6 separate regions of the Mus musculus genome follow, and regions 1, 2, 3, 4 and 5 are each linked to region 6. A link is a contact called in public capture Hi-C and promoter capture Hi-C data. All regions are on one chromosome and are shown on one strand. The core of a region is the stretch at or near the end of the contact, and the rest is flanking DNA. Distances in the headings are between cores, read along the strand shown. Region 1 has its middle 19 kb from the start of Rcbtb2. Region 2 holds the start of Sucla2 (succinate-Coenzyme A ligase, ADP-forming, beta subunit). Region 3 holds the start of Rcbtb2 (regulator of chromosome condensation (RCC1) and BTB (POZ) domain containing protein 2). Region 4 overlaps Gm4606 (NADH dehydrogenase [ubiquinone] 1 alpha subcomplex assembly factor 4). Region 5 holds the start of Rb1 (RB transcriptional corepressor 1). Region 6 holds the start of Dok2 (docking protein 2).

The links. Promoter capture Hi-C pulls out the DNA fragments that hold promoters and counts their contacts. Capture Hi-C pulls out chosen DNA fragments and counts their contacts.
Region 1: a contact with region 6 is called in a promoter capture Hi-C map of pre-B cells, with 6 times the contacts expected there. The contact joins the enhancer-like site here to the promoter of Dok2 in region 6. A contact is called at or near these places in 3 of 39 promoter capture datasets (embryonic stem cells, hippocampal neurons and pre-B cells), 1 of 484 Hi-C or Micro-C datasets (CD4 T cells) and 3 of 115 datasets of contacts at active chromatin or transcription factors (embryonic limb bud, embryonic stem cells and pro-B cells).
Region 2: a capture Hi-C map of embryonic stem cells shows a contact between it and region 6, with 8 times the contacts expected there. The contact joins the promoter of Sucla2 here to the promoter of Dok2 in region 6. A contact is called at or near these places in 1 of 39 promoter capture datasets (pre-B cells), 2 of 484 Hi-C or Micro-C datasets (CD4 T cells and muscle stem cells), 3 of 115 datasets of contacts at active chromatin or transcription factors (astrocytes, embryonic stem cells and extraembryonic endoderm stem cells) and 3 of 9 other capture datasets (adipose tissue, embryonic stem cells and liver).
Region 3: a promoter capture Hi-C map of adipose tissue shows a contact between it and region 6, with 4 times the contacts expected there. The contact joins the promoter of Rcbtb2 here to the promoter of Dok2 in region 6. A contact is called at or near these places in 1 of 39 promoter capture datasets (embryonic stem cells), 2 of 484 Hi-C or Micro-C datasets (CD4 T cells and embryonic stem cells), 3 of 115 datasets of contacts at active chromatin or transcription factors (astrocytes, epiblast stem cells and large pre-B cells) and 1 of 9 other capture datasets (adipose tissue).
Region 4: a promoter capture Hi-C map of embryonic stem cells shows a contact between it and region 6, with 5 times the contacts expected there. The contact joins the enhancer-like site here to the promoter of Dok2 in region 6. A contact is called at or near these places in 2 of 39 promoter capture datasets (both in embryonic stem cells), 3 of 115 datasets of contacts at active chromatin or transcription factors (astrocytes and embryonic stem cells) and 1 of 9 other capture datasets (embryonic stem cells).
Region 5: a promoter capture Hi-C map of hippocampal neurons shows a contact between it and region 6, with 10 times the contacts expected there. The contact joins the promoter of Rb1 here to the promoter of Dok2 in region 6. A contact is called at or near these places in 3 of 39 promoter capture datasets (embryonic stem cells, hippocampal neurons and pre-B cells), 1 of 484 Hi-C or Micro-C datasets (muscle stem cells), 2 of 115 datasets of contacts at active chromatin or transcription factors (astrocytes and large pre-B cells) and 2 of 9 other capture datasets (adipose tissue and liver).

What each region holds. Positions count from the first base shown.
Region 1 is chr14:73,122,355-73,125,234 of GRCm38.p6, forward strand. No RefSeq gene overlaps it. Among named protein-coding and RNA genes, the nearest start is that of Rcbtb2, 19 kb to the right of the region's middle. Within about 2 kb of position 1,592, at least 146 of the 459 cell types and tissues checked have an H3K27ac peak or open chromatin away from gene starts, as enhancers often do. A contact at or near this core is called in pre-B cells and pro-B cells, where this site is marked.
Region 2 is chr14:73,551,104-73,554,144 of GRCm38.p6, forward strand. It overlaps Sucla2 (succinate-Coenzyme A ligase, ADP-forming, beta subunit), which reads left to right and starts at 1,683. Exons shown (of 11, transcript NM_011506.4): 1 at 1,683-1,794. The coding sequence starts at 1,705.
Region 3 is chr14:73,140,754-73,143,807 of GRCm38.p6, forward strand. It overlaps Rcbtb2 (regulator of chromosome condensation (RCC1) and BTB (POZ) domain containing protein 2), which reads left to right and starts at 1,757. Exons shown (of 15, transcript NM_001170694.1): 1 at 1,757-1,840.
Region 4 is chr14:72,844,935-72,847,964 of GRCm38.p6, forward strand. All of the region lies in intron 1 of Gm4606 (NADH dehydrogenase [ubiquinone] 1 alpha subcomplex assembly factor 4), which reads right to left. Among named protein-coding and RNA genes, the nearest start is that of Gm41206, 5.4 kb to the right of the region's middle. Within about 2 kb of position 1,502, at least 26 of the 459 cell types and tissues checked have an H3K27ac peak or open chromatin away from gene starts, as enhancers often do. A contact at or near this core is called in embryonic stem cells, where this site is marked.
Region 5 is chr14:73,324,448-73,327,312 of GRCm38.p6, forward strand. It overlaps Rb1 (RB transcriptional corepressor 1), which reads right to left and starts at 1,375. Exons shown (of 27, transcript NM_009029.3): 1 at 1,076-1,375. The coding sequence starts at 1,194.
Region 6 is chr14:70,772,606-70,775,860 of GRCm38.p6, forward strand. Dok2 (docking protein 2) reads left to right here and starts at 1,776. Exons shown (of 5, transcript NM_010071.2): 1 at 1,776-1,904; 2 at 2,861-3,142. The coding sequence starts at 1,833.

The sequences.
Region 1 (2,880 bases), core at 342-2,841, 2.3 Mb after region 6:
ACTAATTAGACTAGGCTGGTCTTCAGGTGACAATCCTCTTGCCTCAGCCTCCCACGTGCTGGAATTGCAGGGTACCCTGCCACACCTAACACACTTTACCATTCCATACTCAGCAATTACACATACCTTCATAATGCAAGTGTCAATTAATTATGTGGAGAAAAATAGAAAATAGTGTGAAGTCATTATAATTTGAGTAATGACGGCCTTGTTACACTGTGATACATTTGTTAGTTCCTCTTGTGGGACCTTCTTTAAAAGGTTCTCCTTTTTCTCTTACAGAGCACACTTCTAAGAAAAGCTTGCATTGCACAATTTGTTTTCAATTTCTTTCGCCTAAATAGGGGCTGGGGTAAAGTAACCCGCAAATGCAAGCTGCAGAGTCAGTATTTATAAAGCATCTCAAAGGGCCTCTTACCCTTGTCATAATAGAGCAGGTCAGGAACCCAAAGAGGAAGTAAAACAAAGACAAGGAAAGATGATCTTTTAAAATTGGAATATGCAATTTCCCATGCTCTCATTATCACTGTTTGCTGTGATAGCAGGATTTTTTTTTTCATGAGTTGTTACTGCCTGTGACCCAAGTAAAGGGGAAACATTCATTTATCAGTCTTTATTTCTGAATAAAATACTGTGGGCTAAATGTCTTTCTGCCTTTGCAGCCCTGAGTTGGTTTTCCGTTTCTGTCCAGGACCTGCAACTGTGTATCAGAGCTCCTCACCAGCACCTTTGTTTCAAGAGACCCAAAAGCAAACAGTGTGTATTGCTCGGCTTCTTGGTGAGTCACGCAGCTTATTAAAAGCATAGCAAGGCAAGCAAGGATGACTAATGAAACAAATACAAGAAGGTTTCTTGTTTTGTTTTGTTTTAATTAAAGAAAGTTTACTTGGCCCGATGTTAAGGTTCCTTTGGCTATACTTCTTACCAGTTTAAACGCTTGTATTTAAATATGATAATTACCTTTAAGCAATTAAAGCAATTCCAGTTTAGATACAAAGCAATCTGATACAAAGCTGAAGAGACAGCTCAGTCAGTCAAAAGTACAAAAGAGAAAGCTGACTTAGATCCCCAGAACCCATATTTAAGAAGGGGAAAACATTGGCTTGGTGGTCCATAGTGCTGGAGGTGGAGGGCAGATCTCTGGAGTTCAGTGGCCAGGAAGCCCAGCCTACTTAGTGAGTTCCAGGCCATTCAGAGACCCTATCTCAAATAAAAAGGAGGACAAAGCCAATGGTGGTCCTTTGGCCACCTCCATGTACGCGCGCGCGCACACACACATACACACACACACACACACACACCGAAGAATAGAATTGATAAATGAACAGAGACTAAAGGCATGAATACGTCTTGCTCAACTGTGGATCTGGAACCTGGGGATCGTTAGAACAGACAGGAATTTCAGAAATTTCATATACCAATCCGTATTTATTTATTTATTTATTTATTCATTTATTAACTAATAGAACGGAAACCACACCTGCAATCTCTCAGGCCACCTGAACAGGAAGCCACACGTCTGAATAAGTACTTCTGTTCCTACATCCTCTTCTCACATCTCGAGGGTGAGGAGTCTGAGGTTTCCTCCTCGGAGCTCAGTGCTTCCTGCAGATAACGTGCTAGATCTCCCATCAGCACGCACTGCCTTTTCTGCATGGATAACACTCAGCAAGAAGATGCCGATTAACCCAAACTCTGCTTGCAGTGGGTAACTTTCTAGCTTATCACCATCAGAGAGGGTTTGCTTAGAACAGCACAGTTATGTCCCAGAGGTCTGAGGCCATTTCCACGAACACTGGCTGGCTGGGCACCGAGGTCAGTGTCTGTCTAGATACATTTCCTGCAAGTTCTTTAACTCTGTCTCGTGATGTCAAAAACATCAGAGTAGCTGTGGTCCAATTGCTGCTTAAAGAGTCTGTAAATCCATAGATTTGGATGTTAATCTGGCTCGAGATCTGAGACACACAGTAACAATAACCTGAAAATAAAATCATGACTGTGTATTTATAGTGATTTTTACATATTTTTAGGTTAAATGTTACCATAAACAATGGAATCTACAAAAACAAAACAAAACAAAAAACCAACAGCACCATTTAAGGTTGGATTTCAAAGTCTTCAAGAAAGGAATAAACCAGGACAGTCATGGTTACTCTTTCGAGTCATCATTACACTTAAAATTCGACACAGTTCACCAAGTGAATCCTGGCTGATGAGGTGACTGTCTTACACTGTGAAGGCCCTGCATCCACTTGAAGAGAACAGCATCCAAAGGGGAACCGCACTTTACGGAGCCACCACAATGCTCCAGACACTGGAAGGGAACCCAGGGAGAGAGTCTTCCTGTGTGATTTCAGAGGCAGTAACAGGCTGGGTATTTCAGGGGACAAATAAGTAGAAACAACAAGATAACATTGAACCAAGAGACACTTCAGGATACGCTAAGGAGAAGCATGCTCATTAAACGTCTCAGGCTAATCACCGCTGCATTGCACCACCTAATGTTGTTGGGGCTATTAGAATTAATAATCATAATCATCATTTATTATGAGGGCAGCGTAGAGGGCAGTTTTGCAGCAGTGGGGAGATGAACAGATAGACTTGAAAGCAAATCTCCCCCGAGTCCTAGGATGCAGAGCAGACCAGCTCCAGGAACAAAGGTTTTAACTACTTCATTATTGTAAAATTACCACCTGACCACATGGAAGGCAAGGGTTTTCTTCCCAGCTCAGTTCCTGTAATTGAAGGAGATGACACTGATATATACAGCTGACTCTGGCGACTAGAACCAGGAGTATGTGCCAGTTGGGAGCTCAGACATACTAATATAGTTTTCTTTTTCAGAAGTAATCCCCCCAAACAAATTTATCTTGTCATTGT
Region 2 (3,041 bases), core at 433-2,932, 2.8 Mb after region 6:
CTAATAAAAATTCCCTAATTTCCCCTGGGTGGGGCCTGGGGTGGTTTTCTTACTTTGTTTTTTTATTTAAAAGTATTTTTATTAGCATATCTTAACTGTACATAACAATGTGTTTCATTATAGCATTTCATGCATGCATCTAATACATTTTAAAATTTCATCTTATGTGTACAAGTGTTTTGCCTGTGTACCAGTCGCATGCCTGGTGCTCTTGAAGGCATCAGATCTCTGGAACTGGAACAGGTGATGCGAGCTGCCATAAGGGTGCTGGGGATCATACTGGAACGTTCTGGAAGAGCAGCTGTGGCTCTTAACTGTGGAACAGCTGCCTTTCTAGCCCCAGTATTTAGTTCATTTCGATCATATTCACCCATTTTCGACTTTTGTTTCTTAATTCTGCAGGCTTCACTTTCCTGTCTCTTCTTTGATGGCTGAACACGTTTCATTTGGCTTGCTTACAGGAACACAGGCTACGCCACTGAATGAATGCACTCCAATGCCAACCATTAACTTTCAACCAATCCTCAAGGAGGGGGGAGGCCTCATGAGACCATTACCCCCTCCATGAAAGGATGCTGCTGATGGGTTTCACGGCTAGTGGGGTATCTCCCCCCCCCCTGTGAGTTGTAGAGTAGTCTGGAGTTCTTTAACTTCTCATTGTAGCTTCCATTGGGATGGGATTGCAGGCATAAACTATCAGGCATGCCTTGGGGTGGGTATATTTTAAAGTTAGCATACAACTCATAGGCTTTCTTACAACTCATAGGCTTTCTTACACCATTTTTATAGTAGTTTTGGTTGATCCCTTCCTTCTTTCCCTCACCGCCCTGTTCCTTCTTACATGAGTCTTATTAGTTACTGTGCCTTCACACAAACATATTATTGTGTCTTCTCATGGGGCCCTCTATAGTTTCTGGCCTCTAATCCTTGCTCACACATAAATACATACATATAAAAATTTAAAGATAGCATATTTAAATTTGAGAGAACATGTAATAGGTCTTTCTGGGTCCTGGGTTACCCCATCTTTTTCAGTTCAAATGTGATAGTATTTTCTTTTCTTTTCTTTTAATATGTATGCATTGTTGGATATATGTATGTGCACGTGTGTGCTGGTGCCCAGGGAGGCCAGAAGAGAGTTTCAGAGCCCATACGCAGTGGTGAGCTGTCTGACATGAGGCTGGGAATTCAGCTGAGTGCCACAGCCGTACCAGCTCCAAACTACTAAGCCATCTCTCTAGCTCTCTCAAACACTTTGTTAGGAGTGTTTTCAGTATGGGCGGCTTCAGTAACTAGTGAGTAACAGTCTTTTGAGTATCAGTGGCACTGTCTTTATTATTTTGTGTTATGTTTTATTTTAGTATCTATTGTATCCTAAAGGCTCAACGCATACATTCGCTTTCCCTAAGTAACCCCATTTCACTTGTGAGGCCACTAGGGCTCAGAGAAGGTAAGAAGACTGAAGTAGCAGCGTCACAGTTCTCTAGGAAGCGTTCTGATGGCCCCTTGTCCACATGTCACTGAGGTCAAAGTTCTGAAGGCCAAAGTTTGCTTTGTGCCTGCCAAACCCGGCTCCTCCGGCAGCGACGGGGTTAACGCGAGGCCCCGCCCCCGAGGATTGTCCTTGTCTCGGGCCGGGAGCGCCCCGAGAGCAACTGCGTCTCTGCGCCTGCGCGGTGCCCAGGGGACGGGTCGGACTCAGAAATGGCGGCGTCCATGTTCTACGGCCGGCAGTTGGCCGCGGCCGCCCTGAGGAGCCACCGGCCGCAGACTACGCTGCGAGCCGCCGCCCAGGTAAGCTCGCCCTGTTCGCTTTGGCCGCGGGGGTCGGCGGGCAAGGCTCAGGGGCGCGGCCCAGCTCCGGGGCTCTCAGCGGCGCTGGCACGGCCGGGATGCCCTGCTCTGCACAGAGGCTGCGGGCCAGGGCTGCGAGCTGGCGCTCGGGGCAGCTGGGCTCGGCTCCGTCCCCCGGCCGCTGGAGGCCCGGCAGGGCGGCCTGGCAGTCGGCCTCACCTGCGGGAGCCTGCCGGAGCGATCCCAGAGGGGACGGGGGCTGTCCTTGCCCGGGGCCAACGCTTCCGGACCCCCTTTGGGTAAGGGGATGCCCTTCAAGTGTACTTTGAGGTCCAGCAAACTGTCGTAGGTGGGAAGGACTTAGGAACACCAGCAGAGCTGATCTATCAGTCAGTCCTGGTAGTGAGTACTGATAACGAGTTCTTCAGTTTCCCAGCTGATTAGATGGGAGAGTAAGGATTAGATGGGAGAGTAAATCTTTTAGAGGATTTCACTTCTGGACAGACTCTAGTACCTATTTTGCTGCTTTGTTTCTCGACATTTAGGGAGTGTCAGATGTTGTCCTAAGGTCATTAGGCTTGTCAACAGCACAGGGGTTGTCATTAAGGCCAGTAACCATTGATGACGATCTGATGATGGCTCAGAGAAGTACTTTGGCCTAGGAGACATAGCAGTCTGAGACAGAACTGAGGTTTAGTTCCACAAGGGTCCATTTCTGAAGCTGTGTGCTTGTTGTGTCTGTTCTACAGCATTCAAACACAAAAAGTGGGTACTGGGAATGCAGTTTATTTGGTAGAGGGCCTGCCTGGCATGTAGGAAGTCCTGGGTTCTATCCCCAGCATCCTTGTAACCTTAGCACTTAAGGTGGAGGCAAGAGAATGAGATATTCAAGGTCATCTTTTACATACATAGTTCAAGGCCAGCCAAGGCTTGTCACTAAATAACAAAGACAAACCAATTAAACAACAACAAGCCCCAAACAAATTGGCCCTCAGTGTTAGTACCTTAAAACTTCAAGAGCGGGATTAGCTTTCTAAGATAGAGTTTTGGTTATGTTTTGAAGTAACTAGACACATCATAGGTGGATAGATTTAGCCCCCTCCCTTCCTTAAATAATGCTGCCAAGTTTTAAGAGGATAAGGATTTAGTGAACAAATAGGATTTTATTCTAATAGTTTTTAATCTATTTGAAAATTCCTTTAAGAGAGATGCCTTTGCATCTATGGGATGCTTGATAAATTGTCTTT
Region 3 (3,054 bases), core at 507-3,006, 2.4 Mb after region 6:
TGGCCAGAAATTTGTACAATCATTAGTCAAAGAGCATTTTGTTCAGAACCCTGCTGTTTCAGGCACAAGGAAGAAAGAGCTGAAGAAACTAAAGCGTCGCCTGCCCTTTTGGGGGAGGGGTTCAAATGTTTTCTCTTTCCTCCAGCTTTACATAGAGCAGTGAAAAGGGTCACTCCCCAAGCCTATCACTAGACAGGTACCCTATGAGCAGACAGTATGCTACCCTAGCTCCGTGACAACTCTGCCTTCTAGGACAGACATCCATAAACGCCTCTGAATTGAACTCATCAAAAAATGAAACGGGGTTATCTATGATGGTGCATGCCTACAACCGTATCTGAGGGATTGGTTGGTACGAAGAGTTCAATGTCAGTTTTAGCCATTTGGTCTCAAAATACTTTTTGTGTGTATAATTGCGTCACCTAAAGCAACTGCTTCAATTTCAGGTCTCTTGGTCCATCGTCATCATATGCCATCCAGGGTACCATGGGGATGCAGCAACTGTATCCCTGTACTTCTTAGATATACTCTTGTTTGTTCGTTTTGTTTGTTTCTTCGTTTTGGATTTTTGAGACAGGGTTTCTCTGTGTAGCCCTGGCTGTCCTGGAGCTCACTTTGTAGACCAGGCTGGCCTCGAACTCAGAAATCCACCTGCCTCTGCCTCCCGAGTGCTGAGATTAAAGGCGTGCGTGTGCCACCACCCCGGGCTTAGATATACTCTTAAGAGGTTTATTATTGAGTGAATATAGCCACTTACTTTGAACAAAAGGACTGTTGAATTCTCTATCACTTTAAATGGCTAACCAAAACATGCCTACTTCTTTGACTTACTTATAAGACTAACTTTCTTACATTGTAACATATTTATACCACTGAAACAATCCCTGCATTGATCATGGTATTTGTTGTTGGATCCTATTTGATGACATTTTATTTAGGATTAAAACAATATGTCATCTTTGTCAGGTTTTATCAACATGCTTTGTGAGATATTAAACAGTAAAATGCTCTATTTTAAAGGCAAAGATTTTGGGCCCATAAATTATTACGTGACACACCAACCTCACACTTTTTTCTGGCCTTCCACATCTAGTCCTAACTTCATTTTCTTTTCTCTTTAAGCCCAGCCCATTGTTATAATAAGTTCACAGACTGTTGTTTAGCCTAAGCTGAACTTTCAGCCTCAGGAACCGTGAACTTGCTCAAGACAAAGAGGGGATCAAGCCCGCCTCTTCCAAAAAGCCCTTTGTGGATCCTGTGACCCAGCTTGCAGTTACACTGCTAAGGCCTTCATTATCTGACCCACTTTTTAAAGTCATTTGGAAAGAAACCACATGGTCAAGAGGTAAAAGAAGCCCTGTGGAATGAAGAGATGGATTTGAGTCATCTCTAATCATATGGCCCAAGGCAAATTACCCAAATCTCCATTGTCTTCCCCTAAACTGATGTGTGTGTATATATATATATATATAAACACATACATATATATGTGTATATATTTATTATATATAGCACAATGTTTTAATGTATGTATATAATGTGAGGGCAAAGATCAAGCAAGAGGAGGAGGGATGGAGGCTACGATGTTTGAGGCTAACTTGGGCTAATACAGAGCCCCTGTTTCAAAGCCATAACATTATCTCTTCTCTTAGGACTTTCTAGTGCACACTGCTCATAACTGTAGCCACTATGTAGCATAGCAGCCTTCTTTCTGAGCTTGCTCCTCCTAACTGAAATTTGATCACTAGCCCCACAGGCTCCCTTCTCCCTAGTCCCAGTAACCACCTCTCTACTTTCTGTTGGTGCGACTTGACTTTTTCAGTGCTCCTTAATGAGATCCGTAAGTATTTGTGCTGTATGTCTACTTTGCTTAACATCCTCCAGGTTCATTCCAGATCGTCCCAGGTGACAGGATTTCCTTCATTTTAAAGTCGGACAGCTCTCTGGGCCCTCAAACAAGAGACAATGAGGTGGGCCTCCTGGATGGAGTTGCTAAGACTGGACTAGCGCGCACAGAATGCAATTAGCCTCTTATTTCGCAGCAAGCAGGAAAACCAGCGCCTTTGAATGTAAGACCTAAAACCAGAGAGACACAGCTTCCCCGAAATCGGGGCACTAAGCTAGAAAGCGGGGTCCAGCACAGGGTCCCCAGAGAGGCCAGGGTCGCCGATCCCGGCCGAGGAGGGAGGCGGGGCGCAGCGCGCAGCCCCCTCCCTTCTCTTTGTCCCCTTCCCCTTCCCTCGCTCCCTTGAACTCTCTCCTCCTCCTCTGGTTTCTCTTCTCGCTCCCGCGGCCCCCTCCTCCCCGCACGGCTGAACTCGAGCTCAGCCCGCCAGGCCGGGCCGCTTCAGGGGGAGGCGCCAAGTGTCTGCTGTTCTTGGCCCCGGGCGAGCAGTCCCCGCTGCCGGGGAGCGGAAAGGACGCGCGGCGCGGAGGTAAGCCTGCGTGTGGGCGGCAGGCGCGGGTGGGCGGGCGAGTCCCGGGGGCGAAGGCCAGGCGGAGGCCTCACCCTGCGCCCGGCCCGGTGCGCAGCCGCTGCGGGGGCAGGGCGCAGCGCCAACCCACCCGGGCCGGGGCCCGGCGCGCACGCGCGAGCCCGTGGACCAGGTCGCTGGGGTAGCTCTGGGTTCACGTCCCTTCCCGGGCCCTGGGACCGCGTAGCGGTGCGCATGCGCGCAGGCCCAGCCCGGGGTCCGTTTTGTGCGTCGCCCCGAGGCCACGGCTGTGGGGTTCCCGCTTCCAGTTGGGGGAACCCCTGCCCCTGGTGTCTCCAACCCTCCCGTGCACGCGGCGCGAGCTAGCGGTGACGTTTCCAGGACTTTCCGCTCTTTCCCGCCCGCAGCCGCCTCGCCGACCCCATGGCGGCACACGCTTTAGGCCTTTGGTCCCCGAAGTGGAGGGATGGCTGGGAAGGCCTGGCTGTCCTAAGGGTTTTCAGTCCTTTGGGCGTTGCTGAGGCCGGAAGTGGAGGAGTTTAGAGGTGAAAAACTTTTCCCGATGCCCCTTCTTGGCGGCGATGGAACTTCCGCCTGAGTTGAAGCTAGGCTTCCAGCC
Region 4 (3,030 bases), core at 252-2,751, 2.1 Mb after region 6:
CATGACAACTCTGCACTGTGGCAGGCCTTTGTGTGTGTGTGTGTGTGTGTGTGTGTGTGTGTGTGTGTGTGTATTACATAACTCTGAAAATAAATCTGCTATCTGTTTGACATTTGCTTCCTTTTCTTACAAACTTTTTTTTTCTTTTTAACTCTCAGCACAGTGTATCCTGAAGGAAGCTCTCCACTTGAGAGGATTTTGCTGACAGGAGTGTGGCTTCCTATTAGTGGCATGATGGCTGCACCCTCTGAGGCTCACATTCCCAGCATGGATCCTCCCCATACACACTTCAGACTAAATTATAGCTCTATTATCCAGTTAGTGAAGGCTAGCAAAACCGTGATAGTTCACCGGGGTGTTTTCTAGCCTGAGATTTATGCAGTCTGAGTGTGTGCCATCCAAAATGGAGGCCACTATTACGTGAGCTCTGAAGGTTCACCTCAGAGGCACCGGTTTTATGCCAATGGGAAACATACTCTCGGTTCCTGGCAGATAGAAAGAACTTTTCACTCAATTAGATTTTGATAAGACAGCTTGACCTAATACTCCTTGAAAAATAAAGACTCTAATATAATTTAATATAGGGATATTGGCATGCCAAATGACTAGCTTCTATTATGTGTTCAGAGGAGATTTTATTTTCTGATATAAATCCTAGAAACTTGCTTAGTGATAAGGGTTTTCCTCATAACAAAGCAAATTCTTCAGTTTTCTACATTAGTGGCTATATGTGGCAAGTGACAAGCAGCATAACTCTTGGTTAAATGAGAAAAAGATTAACATCAGGGTCAGAATGAGGCCACTGCTTTCAAAGCAGACCCAGCAGAGACCAGTGCTTGCCTTTACCCACCAGCCTGAGTTGTATCCAGGCAAGCTGTATTGATTAGATGTATTTCCCTAATAGCAATATCCTGCTCTCTCTCTCTCTCTCTCTCTCTCTCTCTCTCTCTCTCTCTCTCTCAGGAACATGCTTGTATCAGGCACACAGAGCTTTCTCCTACATGTCTACCAATTAAGGGTTATTAAGTTTAATGAATTTATTCCACAGCACCCAGCTCTCTAGTATTTATTCAAAAAAAATCTCTTGGGACTTGAGTCTCAGAGCAAAAGATTTCATAAACATGCATATGAATGTGTTAGATGAGGCTGTTTTTGTTGGTTGAAAACAGACAGCGGGTGTGCAACCCTACGATGTCACGATATGACTGTCATGTAAAATGACTGTATTTGCAAGTAAACACCATTCAAGCCACTTTGGCAAGCCCAGAGCCTCTTTGTGCAGAGCAGAGGTTGAGTCCTGCCTGAGGGTATTCATCAAAGAAAGCCACAGGGAATTGGCTCAAAGCAGGGAGGCTAGCCCAGGAACCACCTTAGCAACCTGGGACTCTGCCAGAATTGGGCTTGTATGTGTCCCTCTTTTAATGATGCACCGGATTGCCTAGCTTCTTTACCTGCATATACTAGGCACACACAGCTCTCTCCGAACAAATGCAACTAGAAATCCCAGCCTCTCCACCCCCGACTCCTTACCTCCCACGCCCATGCACATTGAGCTACATGTACACCCCTCCGGGGAGAGGGGAGGTTTCTTCTTTCCTAACTACAATCCAATGTAGATAGTGTCTATTAGAGTACATTACCCGTGTATCTTAGTATAAGATAGGCCGGAAAGGCCAGTCTGGCTGGAATTGGCGTGGGATACTTGTGCAGTAAGGAAAACTGTCCTCAAAATGAATCCCCAAGATTATTTACCATCCTAGGCCTGTGCTTATTCGGGTGTTCACACGATTTTAAAAATGAGATGCACTATAGGAAAAGACACGCACAGTAGGAAAAAGGAGTAGCTATGTGACATAACCTATCAGTCAAAATTGAGAACCACCCAAACTGCTCCGCTTAGTAACCAGTCTCTCCTTCCTTTAGATCCCACAATGCAATGCGAGTACCTTGAGAACCCACAACACGTGGTCTGATATCAATGTTCAAAATGCCTTCTTTTCTAACCGATGCTACTGCTTGCACGTCTCTGTGAGCCCTTCTTTTCAGTTCTTTAAATAAGCGTCCGAAACCCTGAAAATACCTGGCCTAGATCTGAGCACCCAAAACAAGGGGCGGGTACCTTTGTCTAATCCCTAGATAGCCATTGGCTGATGAAAGCCTTGATGAAAGTAGCTTTGGCATATTACCTTCTGTGTTTGCGTAAATTAACTATAACATTAGCAGCACGGGCCAACAAGAGTGAATAATATGAAGAAAAGAAAAAGGACGGCGGTACCGGAAACAGTAAACACACCGCTCCTTGAACATTTTACGGTTAGGGAACTGATAATCAGATTGGCTTTGAATTGCGATTTGATATGACCCACCCCACTCACCCCACCCCATCCACTCCCCCTGCCCCGCGGTGAGCTGCTTACCTCTTCGAGATTTTGCATCTTTATCTTCAAATGGAATAATCCTATCTCAGAGAATTGTTGGGAAGTTTTATCAGTATCTAACAAGTCCCAGAAAAGGGGCTCAATAGATGTTAGCTGAGGCTAGTATGCTTGTCGTACTTCCTCTCTCAACAATGGACCCTGACCTTTGGTGTGGCCATTGCCAATCTGTAAGGAGCAGAAGATGACTTCTGGGTTTGCAGGACAAAAGGTAAAGGGAGGGTGGGCCGTAAACAAAACACCCTGGGATAGGAATGGAGGAGGAGTTTGAAGCACGAGAGCTACAGATGGTTCAATCTGCGGCTGGCATTTAACGGAGAACATTCCAAGATTCGCTTGCTTTTGTTGTTTGATGGTTTGGTTTGGTTTGCATACCGTATCTTGTGACTGTACAGGCAGATTTTTCTGAAGGTGGCTAAGAGCTGTCTCACAGTAATTACCACTTGGGAATTAAAAGACTAGAGGGCAGCTTGTGTTTACTTCTCTGTCAACCATTACCAAGATTGTCAGGACACTCCAAAGGAGGCTCTAGTCTTTGTCTGCTGCTACCCAGCCTGATCATCTGACCCCATATCTTCTATGAGCATAGCAGTTT
Region 5 (2,865 bases), core at 125-2,624, 2.6 Mb after region 6:
CACAGTAGCACAGTCAAGAAAAAAAATGTTGAAATACAATAAATATCTCTCTGTTGTTCTTATTGGATCCACATGAACTTAAGTTTAGATTCCACTTAATAAATGGAGAGAAAAGTTCTTTGAGAGAACACAGTACCAAACACAAGACCAAAAAAGAAAAAAGGGAGGGGGAGGCACCAGAATCCGTGAATGCTCAAAGGCAAAAGGCAAGAAATAATGAAGCATGCTGCGGGCCAATCAGCACGCAAGAAGAGTTCTACCCTGAAAAAAAAGGGGAACAAAGTTTAGAAACTTCCAAGCCCTTGCATTTAAATGTCTCCTGAAACTTTTGCCCACATACCAGTTCTTCTAAGAGTTCTGCTCCATCAGTCTCCACAGATGGCTTTAAATCCCCCCGGGCCTCAAAGCATTGTTCTAAAGAAACCCCCACAAAGCCCGGGAGCTGAGGACCCCGTGAGCAATTGACACCCACGACCCTGCGCTTTGCCTACAAGGCTTTTCTTGGCCTCTCCCAGGACCAAGCTGCCGATGCAGCGCAAGCTCAGAGAGGGCAAGGCTCCCAACTGTTGCATCGCAGGACGACTGCAAAAGAGAAAGTCAACCCACCCCGGGGGTGCTTCGGATCTCCACGGAGAAAAAAGGGAGGAAGAAAGAAAACAAACACCGGTCGAGTTTTTTTTTTCTTTTTTTAAATATTTATTTCAATTGTTTTTGCATCTGACCGGGGCTCTCCGGGACCCGCCGGCTCCGCGCCTGGGCGTCGCTGGAGTAGAGCCTGCACCTGTCACTTCGCTCGGGAGCAGGAGCCCCACCCGCCCGACACCTGTCAAGCCGCAGCCCAGACCCCTTCGGGATGCCCTCCCCGTCGCCCGCGAGCCCGGGACCGTGTCAGCGCGCCGCCGCCACCCCCGCAGAGATGGGGGACCAAGGGGACCCCGGAGACCCGGGGCGCCGCTCCTACCGCCAGCCCGGCCCCGCCGAGATGCGCCCGCCCGGCGTCCCCGCCGGGATGCACCCGGCGTCCCCGCTCCCTTCCCTTCCCTTCTCTCCGGCCCGCGGCGGCCGCGCTCCTCACCTGGCCAGGGGCAGCTCTTCGGGGCCGCTGTCCTGCGCGGGGTCGTCCTCCCGAGGCGGCGGCGGCGGCGGTGGCGGGGGCTCGGCGGCCGCGGCTCTGCGCGGGGCTTTGGGCGGCATGACGCGCAGCGCGGGCCGGCGCGAGCAGCCGAGGGAGGCGCGCGGGGAGGCGGGCGGGCGCGCGCGCACGCCGGGCACGCCCCGTCCTCACCCGACTCCCGTTACAAAAATAATGGGAACGTCCCCCGAGGAAAACCGGACGCGCCCGGCAACCGAGCGCCCGGGCCAACCGCGGGAAAACGTCACTTCCGCCCGCGGCGTCACGTCCGCGAGGCTCGCGGGCCGCGGGCGTCAGTGGGGAACCGGGGCGGCGGTGGCGGCGGCGGCGGGCAAGGGCGAGGGCGAGGGCGAGGGCGCGGGCGGGAAGCCGCGGGGAAGCCGCGCCTGCCCGGGCCTGTCTCCGCCCGCGTCGTCCCCGTGGGCGGCGCCAGCCGAGGCGGGGCCGGCCCGCTGCGAGGAGCCGCGGCCTCTGGGAGAACGCTGGACAGGGCGCGCCCCTCGCCCGGCCCGCGCGGCCGGCAAAACAAAAACAAACGTGCCGGGCCAGTGGGAGGTGGGCTCGGCCCGGGTGGGCGGTCCAGGGTGGGGCCATTGGTGGCCTTCTGGAGACAAGGGAAGATGGGCGATGCACGCACAGACTATAGTCTTTTGATGGGGAAACAGGAGGCGCGGTCCGAGCGGGACAGATCTTAGCGGGAAAGTAGCTTTTGAAAACCAGTTTGCCAGGCGGACCCGACTTTGAAAAATCGCTTACAAACGCGTTTGAGACGAAAGCAGAAAACCAGTTGGCCGTGTTCATGCGCACGATCCGGCCTCCTTTCATAATGGTTTCTCCGAGACAGCCGGTCAAACTGGGAAGGTCGGCATTCCACTTTTGCGGGTTGGAAGTGGGGAGTTCGGGGAGCCAATTTGCCCGCGTCACATAGCAGGTCCCTGGCAGAGGACTCGAACCCAAGTAATATTTGTCTGACCATGTCGCCGACGCACAGACACCGGAAAAGAGCATACTTTATACTAGAACTACCTACCGCCACCAAAAGCTGGCTCAGCAATGGTAGCTTTTCTAGTTACGTTTTACCTGTCAGTCAACATAATTTTCTCCCTTTGTCAGTCCTTATTCATACAACTCACTAATTGAAGTGCTGTGAATAAAATACAGTTGTTGTTCTGGTGTAAACTATCTTGGAACAGCTGAGCAAGGACTGAGGAATCGAGAACTTAATTGGGTAGGTTGCAAGCCTGGGCTTATTTTCTGCCTTGATGTCAGATGAGTGAAGGATACATGGGCCTCCTTCAATTTTCAGACTTGCCTAACTTCAGAAGCCTTCTAGAGACCAAATGTTTGTCAGGAGGTAGAGCCCCAGGCCCTGATGCAGCCACGGAGAATGAATGGAATTAAAATAGCACTTGAGTTCACTTTGTCCCAGATTTAGGCAAGAGCTCAGGCTACATACAGTCTAGGTTTGGTGAAGATAAAAGATAGACTGTGGGAGCCTGATCAAATAATATACAGAAATGATACAGTCCTGCCTCATAATTATCAGAGAATGTGACACTTGGCCAATTGATGCCACCTTGGTATTTGTGGCAAGCTACTCTTAAGTTTGAGACAGAATGGCAAAGGAACTTGGGTCCTCAGACGCGTAACAGAGCTGGTGACCGGTCATCTCTGCTGGTACTGACCTCAAATCAGCTGATGGTCAGCTATTTGTGTCAGAAGTCATTGTAACA
Region 6 (3,255 bases), core at 526-3,025:
AAGAGCACAGGTCCAGTCTTTTATTTTACATATTACTCCAGTCATTTACTCCAGGTTTCCCTTTCAATTATCTCGTAGGATAATCAAGTATACATCCCATGACCCCAGACCTTTGATTCTTAGGAGACAGCAAACATACATTTTTTTTTCTTAATATTGCAAAAGAATTCAGAGGTCTAGACAGACCTTTGTTAAGAACAGACAATAAGAGAGTTAGGTGAGACACTGCCCTGACCACACCTGGGCCTAACCTCCCTCTGTCCTAGGCTGACCTGGAGCTCAGGAATCTGCCTGATAAGCTGACTCATAGTGTGGCTGCCTTTATTCCTTTAGATTCATGAATTCATTCCTTGTAATTCATATCGCATCCCTATATTTTGCATAGTTGAGAAACTATATATATATATATACTGAACTCATGTATTTAGAGTTCTTTCCCATAGCCTCAAGGGCTGTCCTGAAAGTCTCAGCATTTACCATTTTTCTGGAGACATAGCCACCTCACCTTTGCCTCCAGGCCTCACTTTCGCTTCCTGGACTCACGCTGTCTCTGATTAGCATGGAGTCATTAACATTGAAACAGAGGACATTCCTCAGAGTGAAAATATGCACTACACAAACAAGTCTCCCTCTCACAGCAGCCATTGACACTTGTGGAGGCTCACACCAGGGGCTACATGTCGCTCTGTCTCCACCAGTGCTACACCAGGCTTGGCACGCATAGAAGAATTGGAAGTTCTGAAGTTCCCACAGTTTAAGGTAAGTCCCACTTGAACCCAAGTGAGGAAGGAAGCCAACAGCTGAGTTAGACTTGGGGAGGAAATCTTTTTCTAGAGAGAATGTTCTTATTTCTAGATTCACCACAGACTTGTGTATTGTATGTTGTTCTTATTGCTAGATTCACCACAGACTTGTGTATTGTATGTGTTTTTGGCAGGCAGGAAATACTTTCATACAATGGGACTGGTGCGTGTTGTGTGTGTGTGCGTGCACACACACACACACACACACACATGTTTTATCTATCTGTAATTTACCCAGTATATGGCTCATCTTTGCTTGAGCTGGGAGACTTGGGTTCTGGGTGTTAGCCTTATAGGCCCTTCAGACCATCTCTATCTCCTTTTCTTTTTTTTTCTTTTCTTTTCTTTACTTTTCTTTTCTTTTCTTTTTTTCTCTCTTTCTTTCTCTCTTTCTTTCTTTTTTCTTTCTTTCAAGATTTATTTACTTATTTTATGCATATGAGTACGTGTACATTGCTCCGTTCAGGAACATCAGAAGAGGTCATCAGACCCCATTACAGAGCCACCATGTGGTTGCTGGGATTTGAACTCAGGACCTCTGGAGGAGCAGTCAGTGCTCTTAACCGCTGAGCCACCTCTCCAGCCCCAGTTTTCTCTTTTCAATGAGTAGGTTATGGTGATTGATTCCAAAGGGCTTTTCCAGCCCTGACACACTCAGCATCCTGCCTGAATGTAGAGCCCTCACCCCGGACTTTCTTGAACAACTTGATTTTGGGGTCTCTTTGTTCTTATGGCTCAGTCCTTCACACCAGCTTCTGCAGAAGTGTGAAATTTGGCTTTTTTTGGAAATTGCATGTTACTCACTGGAAATGCAGGAAGGAAGCTTGCTCGTGAAGTGCACTTAAAAAAAAAAAAAGGCGCACACAGAGCAAGAAACCACAGGGCCTATCAGCCTGTCGTCATCAAGCAGACTAGAATAGTGTAGAAAAACTCTAGTCAGAGAGGAAATGAACTAGAGAGAAGGGGGAACAGGCCCAGAAGAGAGAAGAGAGAGGGCAGAGGCAATGGCAGTGGGGAGCTGAAGCTGCGATGGTCAGGATGGAGGAGCCAGCTGTGAAGCAGGGCTTCCTGCATCTTCAGCAGCAGCAGACCTTTGGCAAGGTAAGAGTAAGGCTGGGCTCTCGCTGGGCGGAGCAGCTTGGGGGAGGGCCCTGTTACTATCCCGGGTAGAAGGGTGTCTTAATATCCCTGACCCTTATGAGACCATGTGCTCCACCAGTTTAGACAAGAACACTACTTGGGGAAGATGTCTGCCTTCTCAACGTGCCTTGCCTTCTAAACCAGGCTCTGGATCGCTCTTTGCTGAGGGCTGTTTGTCCTTGCTTGTGGGGGAGGAAGCAGATTCTGACATTATCTCTCTCTCTTTTTGTTCCCTTGCTCAGTATTGAATTTGGGGGTACCTTGGGCGGGTACGGAAGGAAGAGTTGGGGGCCAGTCAGTTTGGGATGACAGCAGAGGTCCCTCTCACCTTTGACTGCTACTGAGCTGTGGCCCCAGGGTGTTCCAACCTCTTCCTTCCCTAGCCTCTTTGAAGGGGAAGCTCTTCTGCCTCCTGCTGTTACCCAGCTGTGCTTACCCCAACACCCACCTCACCCTGTCTAGGTCTCTGTTTCTTTGTTTGTCTCTCATGGTCCAACTCCTTAATCAGTGAGACAAAAAAGGAGAGGAGGTGGGAAATTTTGGAGCCAGAACCTTCCTATGAAATGAAGACTTGTCCCTGGTCTAGGCTACTCTCCCCTCACTGTTCATCTCTGGGCTCAGTGACTTTTGTTCCCACTACCTGGCTGATGGGCCTGTCATCTTCCTGGACTCTGCATCCATTGGACATTTACTGTGGCCTTTGGCTAGCCTGCGGATCTTGGTCAGCTCTGTCATTCCATGGTCTCTGTTGTCTTCTCGGGCCTCTCTGACTGGCTGTGATGTTTGCCATTCTCCCCATCCTGTGTGGCTGCCCCAGCCCCTCTACCTCTCCCACAGTTCCTCTTCTCCCCTTTCATGACCATCTCTCCATCTCCGATGGTTCCCACTTGGCCTCTACGTGGCATACCTGGGCTCAGAAGTGGCGCCGGTTCGCAGCCGTGTTATATGGAGAGTCTGGCTGTGCCCTAGCCAGACTAGAGCTCCAGGATGTCCCCGAGAAGACACGGCGAGGAGAGGCCACTCGGAAGGTTGTCCGCCTCAGTGACTGCTTACGGGTAGCAGAGGTAGGCAGTGAGGCCAGCAGCCCCCGGGACACCAGTGCCTTCATCCTGGAGACCAAGGAGCGCCTGTACCTACTGGCAGCCCCCTCGGCAGAGCGCAGTGACTGGATACAGGCCATCTGCCTGTTGGCTTTCCCGGTGAGGGGTACAAAGTGGCCCAGGGGAGGGCGGCCACCAGGGGAGGGCGATGTTACTTAGATACTTCCTGTGGACAGGTGGTAGAAGAACCAAAACTCTTTTTTAGGGGAGTT